Linked DNA regions of Mus musculus: regions 2 and 3 are each linked to region 1. The links are chromatin contacts, called in public Hi-C maps. All regions are on one chromosome and are shown on one strand. The core of a region is the stretch at or near the end of the contact, and the rest is flanking DNA. Distances in the headings are between cores, read along the strand shown. Region 1 has its middle 56 kb from the start of Gm30974. Region 2 overlaps Sulf1 (sulfatase 1). Region 3 overlaps Sulf1 (sulfatase 1).

Region 1 (3,328 bases), core at 527-3,026:
TATTTACTTTCCCCAAACTCTAGTACACTACTCCACTCTATTTGCCCATGACAAGACATCTGAGTCTTCACAAATTATTAAAAGCAAGTATTTTTTTGTCTTTTTTGATCATCTTATTTGTACATTTCAGTTTTTAAAAACCTGAATCTTTGATGCATCAACCTTCATTGCTCACACCATATGGCCAAGGGCATCACAAGCAATCTGCTAAGAACTCTGTTCTCTGAGAACTCACAAACTCTAAGCAGAAATGGGATCCTCATATCATCAAATACGTTTAAAAAGGGATATAAAGGTGTATCAAAAAGTAAGCCAGTTCAGAAAAGGACAAAACACTAAAACTGTTAAGCAGTAGACAAGAAACACAAGGGTTTACGTGTCTTTTGCTTTCTAACACTCTCTCTAGGTAAAGTTTATCTTGCTTCCTTCTTCATCAGGAAACTAGAAACATTAAAGTACTTCTATTAAGCATCTAGCCCTTCTCCTCACCTCTACATCCTTTGCTACCAACTCCACCTAACCACTGGATATTAGTGATCACATTGCCCACATCTTGATCCAAGGCAAACTCTACCACTTCTTCTGCAATAGTAGTTTTTTATAAGTCAAGCTTTGTTGTAGCTAGTATCTTGTCTTCTGAGGTTGATGCTATAAGAGTAAACTGTCACTATGTAGACCTTATTTATATCCTAAAGTCATGAGACTCCAGAGAATATGTCAAAAGTTTTTAGTAATACTAAACCAAGCCAAACTATTTTACAATCTGAAACAGTTGACAGTTAAATAATAGAAATAGTTAGTATAGATCCATTTAACTCCAATCTCAGATATAGGTATAAAATAATAGTAACACTTTAGCATTTGTGGTGCATTAACACAAACGCTAAGATTTTTACATGGAATCTCTACTACTATTTCACTATTAAAAAGGAAGAACAGAAAGACAAAGATACTTGCCCAGTTAACACAACTATCCAAATCCTTCGTTTCTTTAATTTAGCTATTTGATACTATTTTCTTTAAATTCCCATTGTAATAGCTTTCTCTGTCATTAGAGCTGAAGGTGTCAATAGGACTCAAAATATGTTGAATATTAAAACTTACACCCCAGAACATGTGTCAGCACCCCACGCCTCCAACCCCTTCTTCCTTTCTTCTCCCTTCCTGATCCACTCTTCTCTCAGAGTAAGGAAGGGATTTGTGTCTACATGGGCAGTCCAACCTGCACAGAGATGTTTGGAAGACCAGAGCTTGGTAATTATGCTTTCCTGTGTCTTCTGGAAATTATATTGGTTAATCAATGCAACTGTTCCCTAAATCCAAACTGTTATTACTGATGAACTAAATATCACAGCTTAGCATTATTAGGGGGTCTCTCCTATGTAATACGAAAGAGGATAATGCAGCTGTCCCATGGTTTTTTTTGGAATTCCACAGACCCACAAGAAGATTGGCAGAACCCCATGAGGAAACTCATTCACAAAGAAGCCCTGCATTTTTTAGATTCTTTATTGGTCATGTAAGTGAGGCTCAATCTAAACAAAGACATGTAAGAAATATAATCAGCGAAAATGAGTCAGAAAGTCTGTACTTCAATTCTAACTGTGCTCATCATCTGGCCATGGGTAGGTTAATTATCACTTTAGGCCCCAGGATCTCTCAGCAAAATTAGCTCCAGAGTGATTCAAGTATGACATTCAATAATGAGACATAGCCCAGTAGTCATGGCCGTGTGGGCATCACGCCCTAAATTCTAACAAGTTTTGCTTATTTTTTTTATAAATGAAACAAGATTTTTAAAAGCAGAGGTCTCTTAAAGGCCACTCAGAGCAGCTAAGAAACAATGTGTCATATGGTAGACATCAAAACAATGAGTCACTTTACTTAAAAGAGAAAACTGGCAAATCAATTTTTGTGCTTCATATTTATAAAGCAACTAATTAGTAGACACTTTAGAGTTTTTAATTTATTGAACAATGTACAGTCTTTCACAGAGTAGGGGGAGAATTGCTAGCCTGGAATAACGTATAATCTTTTGAGTCACTATGATTTTTTTCTTACTTTAAAGCGAAACAAGCAATGGAAAAATGAAACCTCCAAGTAATCTTACGATGGTCCCCATTGCTTCTGTTCCTTTTACAGGCATTTTTTGCCAACATTCAAGACAAGATTATCAAATTAAATTTTACTTAATAAATTGGCCAACACTGCCTCTGGCTATTGTATAAAATATTCCCTTGTTCATTATTTAGTTCTTTGGTGCTTGCTAGAAATGTTTACACCCCCCTACTCTTGTTTGTAATGAACCATAAAAGAAAAGTCTTTGCAAAAGTTATTGATGTTATGTCATTGCTGCATACATACGAAGATGGTCTACCAGCTTTGTGTGTATGGTGACAGGCATCGCTATACATTTTTATATTCTGCTGTAACAAAATGTTTTCTATGTGAGATTAAAATTGCATTATAGGAGGGCTAAAGAGAGGGCTCAGTAAGTGGTTCAGAGTTCTGGCTGCTCCAGATGACAATGGTCATATCAAGGACAGAGGAAAGTTCTACACTGCAATTACTTCAAATATTTACCACAGTCTGGCTTGGTTTGCACTGGACCTAGGATTGATTTCCATCACTCACATGGAGGCTCACAACTGTCTGAAATGCCAGGTACAGGAGATCTAATCATCTCTTCTGGGCACTTTAGGCACTGCCCGCATGTGATGCTTAGGTTCACATGCAGCCTAGCACCAACACACATAAAATAAAGTAAGTATATTTAAAAATATGTTCTGAAATAAAAGTTTGGTTGTATCTGAATACAGCTCTTTATATAATATGGAAATTATTTGAAACTCTTACTTTGAAAAAAATTGAAGTCAATTTCCCTCTCATTGAGATTGAGGCACATACAGTGATTTGTTTCCAACATATACAATAAGGCAAAAATAACTAGCATACCCAGAAACTTGGCCAGTGAAGGAGCACATTACCGAGATGAACGTGGACTCCTCTAGGAGGTCGCTACAATACCAAATGTCACACTCCCAATCAATATTTTCTCCTCAAATACTTTAGCATTCCCATGATTATGTAGCCAGGCAAGAAGGAGCAGCAGTTTTCAGGGACAGACTTCTCGAGATTTTGTTCCTCTCTTTTTTCCCCTAAGAAGGGATGTATGCAGCTCTAATACCATAGGTCTGGCTAGCTGTTGTATCATGTGTTGAGTTTCTTTTCATAACAGTCCCCACAACAACTATGCTCCAGATGACAATGGTCATATCAAGGACAGAGGAAAGTTCTACACTGCAATTACTTCAAATATTTACCACTG
Region 2 (3,245 bases), core at 47-2,546, 660 kb after region 1:
GCCAGCAGTCTGGTGTGCTTGTCATTCAGGCTTTACAAAGACTTCCTTCTTAATGGCTCAAGCTCCTCTTGAATCATAGCTATTAAGTTTCCAAATTTTGCTCATTTGTCCATTAGTGAACACTGTTTTGCTTTCCTCTCACTTTTACATACAAACTTTATGTCGAGACACAATCTAAACTTGCAGAGCTGTGTTTAATTTTGTTCCCCTCAATTAGCAAGGAAGAATCATTTACCTTCTATGTGTCGCCAAGCTTATCAATATCATTGACAGTTGCCATGTAAGAATCAAGTGTAACAAGTTAAGAATCATTTACCTTCTGTGTGTTGCCAAGCTTATCAATATCATTGACAGTTGCCCCGTGCTTTCAAAGCTTGGACATTCAAATCAGTACAACCCCAAGGCATTATAATCTCTGATATCAGCATCACATCAGGTTTTAATAACACCTCCCTCCATTTCGTGGAACCAATTTGGTAAAGAGAAGAGCGTGCTTAGGGCTGCTTTGAAATAGGCATTGTTCAGAATGGCCCCTGGTGATCAGCTTTCACGAATGTCTGGTTTTACTTTCAGGGCACATCAGCTGATTTAATTACATCAACTCCTTCTCTGTGTGACAAGAACTGCTCTTGTGTGTGCTGAGAAATGAAAGTTGGAAAACAAAGTAGAGTCCTTAGTGAGAAACTAAATTCTAGGCGTGGAACTCTACTGGGTGTGGGAAGCTGAGGAGTCCAGATGAATGTTAAAGACTATTCCTCCAGTAAGCATGTATCTGTAAATACTACCGGGCAAGTAGACATCAACTTGTTCAAACATCCATGAGCAAAGATCATAGTCTGAGCCAGAAGCCCAGGAAGGCTTTTTGTCTTACAAACAAGACAAGTATCAACTTTAGAGACTAAAGTTGAGTAAAATGTTTCCACTTCCTAAAATGTTCTCCATCTTCTGTTCAGGCAGTAAACCAAGACATTCCTGGGGTAAATTTCAAGTTACTACAGGTCCTAGAGACAAGCAACATCCTGTAAACCTGTAAATGTCAGTGAATTGATGGCTATAAACCCCTGCCCTGGTGCAGCTCCTCGGAGCTAATCTGTTTCTGTTTGTGTGTTGAGATCGTGATCTGAGATAGATCGGTGAATTAGATTGGAAGAAAATGCTGTAAGTCAGGCCGGTGTCGATAAGAATAGGCTGATAATTTGCAGTCCGTCTATGCTCTATGGAGAAGATGAATGAATTGATTTTCTTAGTGGCCTTCCACTCACTTCTCACTGGTCACACTGTAACATGTTCGGTGACCTCAGGCCATGTTTGCACTCTTCCTGACGTGTACAGCTATGCTTATTAGTCATCTGGGGATAAGTGCACAGCCACAAAATAGCAAGCATGTGGATCTTGCCAGGAAAGGACTGGAATGATCTAGTGAACTAATGGGATAAAAGATCTGAAAATAATATTTCCTGGTATAACTCCTGAAACTAGCTGTATATAACTAACCTGAATTTTAAGCTTACTTGAAAAATATCTCGGAGCAAAACCTTTGACTTTAATATGGCCACTGGACTTTTTTTTTATAGCTATCCTATAAATTATAAGTGTTTGTTTATATTTTATAAATAATAAGTGGGAGAAATTAAATTAACTTCCATGATCTGCCCTGGGCTAGGAGCTAGAGTCTTCTGAAGGGAGGGGGGAGGAGGATGGGGGGTGAAGGCAGACTAGATTCCTTCTGCCTCTTGTGAAATGTTGGCCAGTCCTTGAGAACTCTGTCTTTATGGCCAACAGTGTGACTTAAGTAAGCTTTTATTTCCAGTTTGTCACTCCTGAGAGCAGCTACACCTGTGAGGGCCTTGATGCCACAGAAAGTAGGTCAAAGGTGTCCACTTAGCTGTGGCTTAATTTCTTACAGTGAGGTGAGATGTTTCTTCCTCCTGTGGAGTTTGACTGTGAGATAAGTATGTGAAGAAATGCTCTTGAAATAGAGATGTTCCATCTTACTCTTTGGAAAATAAGTGTTTCTTTCAACAAATATATCATAAGAAACATAAAATAGCAAAATAAATCTGAGTTGTGCTAGGTTTATGTACATTACGAAATCAAAACAAGGTTCGACATATCTAATAAAATGATTTCTCACTTCTTTTATTTTATTAGATATTTTCTTTATATACATTTCAAATGCTATCCCAAAAGTTCCCTATACCCTCCCCCCCTGCCCTGCTCCCCTACCCTCCCACTCCCACTTCTTAGCCCTGGCATTCCCCTATACTGGGGCATATAAAGTTTGCAAGACCAAGGGGCCTCTTTTCCCAATGATGGCCAACTAGGCCATCTTCTGCTACATATGCAGCTAGAGACACGAGCTCCAGGGGTACAAGTTAGTTCTATTGTTGGTCCTCCTATAGGGTTGCAGACCCGTTCAGCTCCTTGGGTACTTTCTCTAGTTCCTCGATTGGGGGCCCTGTGTTCCATCCAATAGCTGACTGTGAGCATCCAATTCTATATTTGCCAGGCACTGGCATAGCCTCATACGAGACAGCTATAACAGGGTCCCTTCAGCAGAATCTTTCTGACATATGCAATAGTGTCCGGGTTGATTCCCCACTTCTGAGCTGAGTCATGGTACATGCTGTAATCCCAGAGCCTGAAATGAGGCTAGCCTGGGCTACCACCTAGTATGTTTCAGGGCAATCTCTACTACATAGCGAGGCTTTGTCTCAAAAATTAAATCTTTAGAATTCTATATTGCTTGTCTGTAGGCCCAGGATTTGATCTCTGAACCTTAAAGCATGGTAAACATGCCCTCTGCAACTGAGCTACAACAAGTCTTTGAAAAGCATGTTTTTAGTGCCCAAGGTTGTTTAATGTTGACCAGTGATTATAGTTTTTCATGATTCATGAATCTATGTGTAAATACATTTCTTCATTACTTAAGATTCTATGTGCCTGGGCATAAATAGAGTTATACACAGAACTTAAGGACTGCACATGTCACAGTATACACACACAAATTAAGCATGAAGGATTGGTGGACCCGTACCTGTGTGGAGCAGACAGCAACACCCAGTAGAAGCTCCTTCACCAGAATTCCCAGCATTCCTGCACTTGGGTACGGCCATACCTATAGTTGCGTACAGCCAGTGAGATGTTCAAAATGTCCTGGGTGCCTTCCATGTTAAAGGCGTGAAAGCTCCCTGCAAAATTCTTTAGTTTATTTTTTTTTTCCTTTCTTGCTGCTTATTCCATTT
Region 3 (3,138 bases), core at 433-2,932, 720 kb after region 1:
TTTGTTTGAGATAGAGTCTTACAGTCCAAGCTGCCTCCAGACTTGTCTCAGCTTCTTGAGTGCTGAGAATACAGGCATCAGCTACCAGATTTATTGGTTTATCTGAGTGTTAGATTCCCTGAGACTGGAGGTCCTGGTGGATGTGAGCTGCCTGGTCCAGATGGATGCTGGGAACTGACCCTGGATGTGCTAGAAGAGCAGAAAGTGCTTAGTCACTGAGCCTCCTCGCTAGCCTCTACTTAATCTTCTGCAGCTTGGTCCTCACATTGCTGTGGTCTGTGTTGCCTTTTCCTGACGTGGCTTGGTAGTTAGCTGCCTTTTCTTCAGCAACCTGCTCTTCTGTGTGAAGACCTTGAAGGTTCAAGGCACTTCAGGCCAAGCCTGAAAAGAGACGAATGTAACATGGCTTGAAATAATCATTTGGAAACAGCAGAGGTGTGGAGGCTCAGGTGGGACCATAGCGTGAGTTCTAGATGCTCAGGGCGTGGGGTCGAAAGCCCCAATGCTGCTCTGATAATTATACATATAGCACAGGCATGCGGCTCTCTTGATGAAAATGGATGTTAACCGCAGAGCCCTTGCTCACGGCGAAGGCTTGCCCATGATTTACTATGCATTTGATTTATCTGCTGACAGAACCATCACATTGCTTGGCCAAGCTTTTTTACATCAGAGACGCCTCCTGGTGGTATTGGCTTACCAGTGGGAGATATGAGCTACTCATAGACACTACTAGAGTGGGTATCCTATTCACACATGACTTCTTTAGGTTTTTGAGACAGGTTTTCTCTGTGTAGGCCTGGCTGTTCTGAAACTTACTCTGTAGACTGGTCTGGCCTTGAACTCAGAGATCCGCCTACCTCTACTTCCCAAGTGCTAGGATTAAAGTCCTTACCACCAAGACAGGACTTATCTGAAATTATGTGTGGCTCAGCCCGCATGGATATTTAGAGCATACGTATATTGTGCTGGTGTCAGCTTAGAAACCTATGCATTGAAATACACACAATAATAGCACACAGGCGACACTTGTATATGGGAGGGAGAAAAGGATACATTTAACAGTGCTAGTCCTTATCCAGGCTCACTCTGTTGTCTTGCTAACATAGCTTCAAATGAAGGCCAGGATTCTTCCTACTGACCAGTGAGTCCTTTAGGGCTTGTAAGAGAAAAACTGAAATGTAAAGAAGTTATTGGGCCTTTCGAATGGAGAGGGGCTTCTGAGAGGCCTCCCGGGGTGAAAAGACATTGTTGGAACCAGAACTGTGAACTTGCTGCATTCCCACAGCTGTGGACAAAACAGGAACTAGGAACCCCAATGCGACCCCCACTACCACCCCCGCAGAGCGCATTTTCTGGGAAGGTCGAATCAGTCTCCCTGGGACCCACCACATGCTGCGGGCGTGAAGAGTTTGTAGGAGAAGAAGGAAAATCAAAAGAAAACACGATGAGTTTGCCAATGTCTGGGATACCCAGAGTTGGCTTTGCCGGTAATGGCCTCAAATTAAATTCCTCTCCGTCTTGCTCCTCTGCCACTCTGCCCAGGCTCACTTTAGAAACCAAGAGGCAGAGAACAAAGCAGGCAAGTTTGTTTTTCCAGAACAAATGGGGCAGTTTGGGGTCCTGGTGGAAGCAGCGCTGACAGCTGGCTCCGTGTTGGGACACTAAGGGTTTTAACACGGTTCATTCAAGACTGTTTAGTCTGGGGGCGGAGGATTCATTTATCAGCGCCAGTGTCATCGAGGCAGTTCTGATTCCCAATGATTTGTCATCTGTATGTGCCTGCCACAAACGAAATAGAACTGAGCAGTTACTGCAGGGTCACTTAAAAGCCAGTCCCCTTTCATTTATGCTCCTTAATGGAATTAGCAGTGAGGGACGGGGCAGGGGTGGGGGAGGGGGGAGGTGATGATGGGGGACCGGACTGACGGACACCTAGCTACTGCTAGGGTGCTTTGTAAATAACAACTGGCTCAGCATCGCCAACTGCTTCCCGCTGGCTCTTGCAGAACTGGCAGTGCATCGAGGACACATCCGGCAAGCTCCGAATCCACAAGTGTAAGGGACCCAGCGACCTGCTCACGGTCCGTCAGAATGCACGCAACCTCTACTCTCGCGGATTGCATGACAAAGACAAAGAGTGCCATTGTAGGGACTCTGGCTATCGCTCGAGCAGAAGCCAGAGAAAGAATCAAAGGCAGTTCCTGAGGAACAAGGGAACACCAAGTAAGCTCAACCTTGTGACCCCCCCCAGCCCCCCCCCACACCCCACACACATACAGCGGCAGGAGGATCCCTTTTCAAGACAACCTCCCCCGTGATTCACACACAAATGAGATGTTCTCGGTGCCTAGATTTCAGGATAAAAGCAAAAATCATTGCTCAGTTTAAAGTAAGATAGCAAAGATCAGCTAGAAATTTTACTTTGCGAGCATTTTCACTTAGTATAGAATAAAAATCCACTTAGTAACTTCCTAGGGACCAGGGCATCCACACACGCAGCGGGTGTCCCTCGGGACCAGTGGGGGAGGGTTAGAGCCATCTGACTTTACCTTCATGGTAATGCTCTAATATGCCTGCCTTAACTTGATTTAAAAGTTAAATTTTAGGTATCAATCAGTTCATGTGTGTTTAACCTTAGAGGAAAGACATGAGCAGTTTTTAAACGCATATTTTTCATGTTTTAGACTGTATCTTTAAATGTTGTCAGACGCTTGTATCTTGTTGAGTGGCAGTATCAAATTAGTTGAACTCAGTACAGCATATCCTTACTGCCTACAGGTTTTTTGTTTCTTTTTTTTTTTTTTAGTAAAAACTCTCAGGTAACTGATTGATACAGACTACAGAAAACAGGAGGAACATCTACTGAAGAATGATAGTCTACTGCCACCTCGTGGCATATTAGAGAAGTGGCTCAAATCTGTGCACATTCTATGTCTGGAAACAAATAAGTTCTGTTTAATTGGACACAAAACACTTAAGAGACTCAGAGTTCCTTAAAGCGACATTTTTGTGCTGAACAGAATAGACTAGAGGGCCATGAATTCCTTATCTAGGTGGACTGGTCTTCACTGGTTCTTAAAGTGGTTTATAGCCAGTACACAGAGTTACGGGATTGTCTTTCCTCCTGGAAGGAAA

The links. Hi-C and Micro-C count contacts between places; a contact is called where the count stands out from the background.
Region 2: a Hi-C map of muscle stem cells shows a contact between it and region 1, with 2.5 times the contacts expected there. The contact joins two enhancer-like sites. A contact is called at or near these places in 1 of 484 Hi-C or Micro-C datasets (muscle stem cells) and 1 of 115 datasets of contacts at active chromatin or transcription factors (embryonic fibroblasts).
Region 3: a contact with region 1 is called in a Hi-C map of muscle stem cells, with 4 times the contacts expected there. The contact joins two enhancer-like sites. A contact is called at or near these places in 6 of 484 Hi-C or Micro-C datasets (Sertoli cells, cerebral cortex, cortical neurons and 2 more) and 1 of 9 other capture datasets (embryonic stem cells).

What each region holds. Positions count from the first base shown.
Region 1 is chr1:12,115,720-12,119,047 of GRCm38.p6, forward strand. No RefSeq gene overlaps it. Among named protein-coding and RNA genes, the nearest start is that of Gm30974, 56 kb to the left of the region's middle. Within about 2 kb of position 1,777, at least 6 of the 459 cell types and tissues checked have an H3K27ac peak or open chromatin away from gene starts, as enhancers often do. A contact at or near this core is called in muscle stem cells, where this site is marked.
Region 2 is chr1:12,775,810-12,779,054 of GRCm38.p6, forward strand. All of the region lies in intron 2 of Sulf1 (sulfatase 1), which reads left to right. Among named protein-coding and RNA genes, the nearest start is that of Sulf1, 85 kb to the left of the region's middle. Within about 2 kb of position 1,297, at least 40 of the 459 cell types and tissues checked have an H3K27ac peak or open chromatin away from gene starts, as enhancers often do. A contact at or near this core is called in muscle stem cells, where this site is marked.
Region 3 is chr1:12,834,104-12,837,241 of GRCm38.p6, forward strand. It overlaps Sulf1 (sulfatase 1), which reads left to right. Exons shown (of 22, transcript NM_001198565.1): 13 at 2,010-2,226. Among named protein-coding and RNA genes, the nearest start is that of Sulf1, 140 kb to the left of the region's middle. Within about 2 kb of position 1,683, at least 79 of the 459 cell types and tissues checked have an H3K27ac peak or open chromatin away from gene starts, as enhancers often do. A contact at or near this core is called in muscle stem cells, where this site is marked.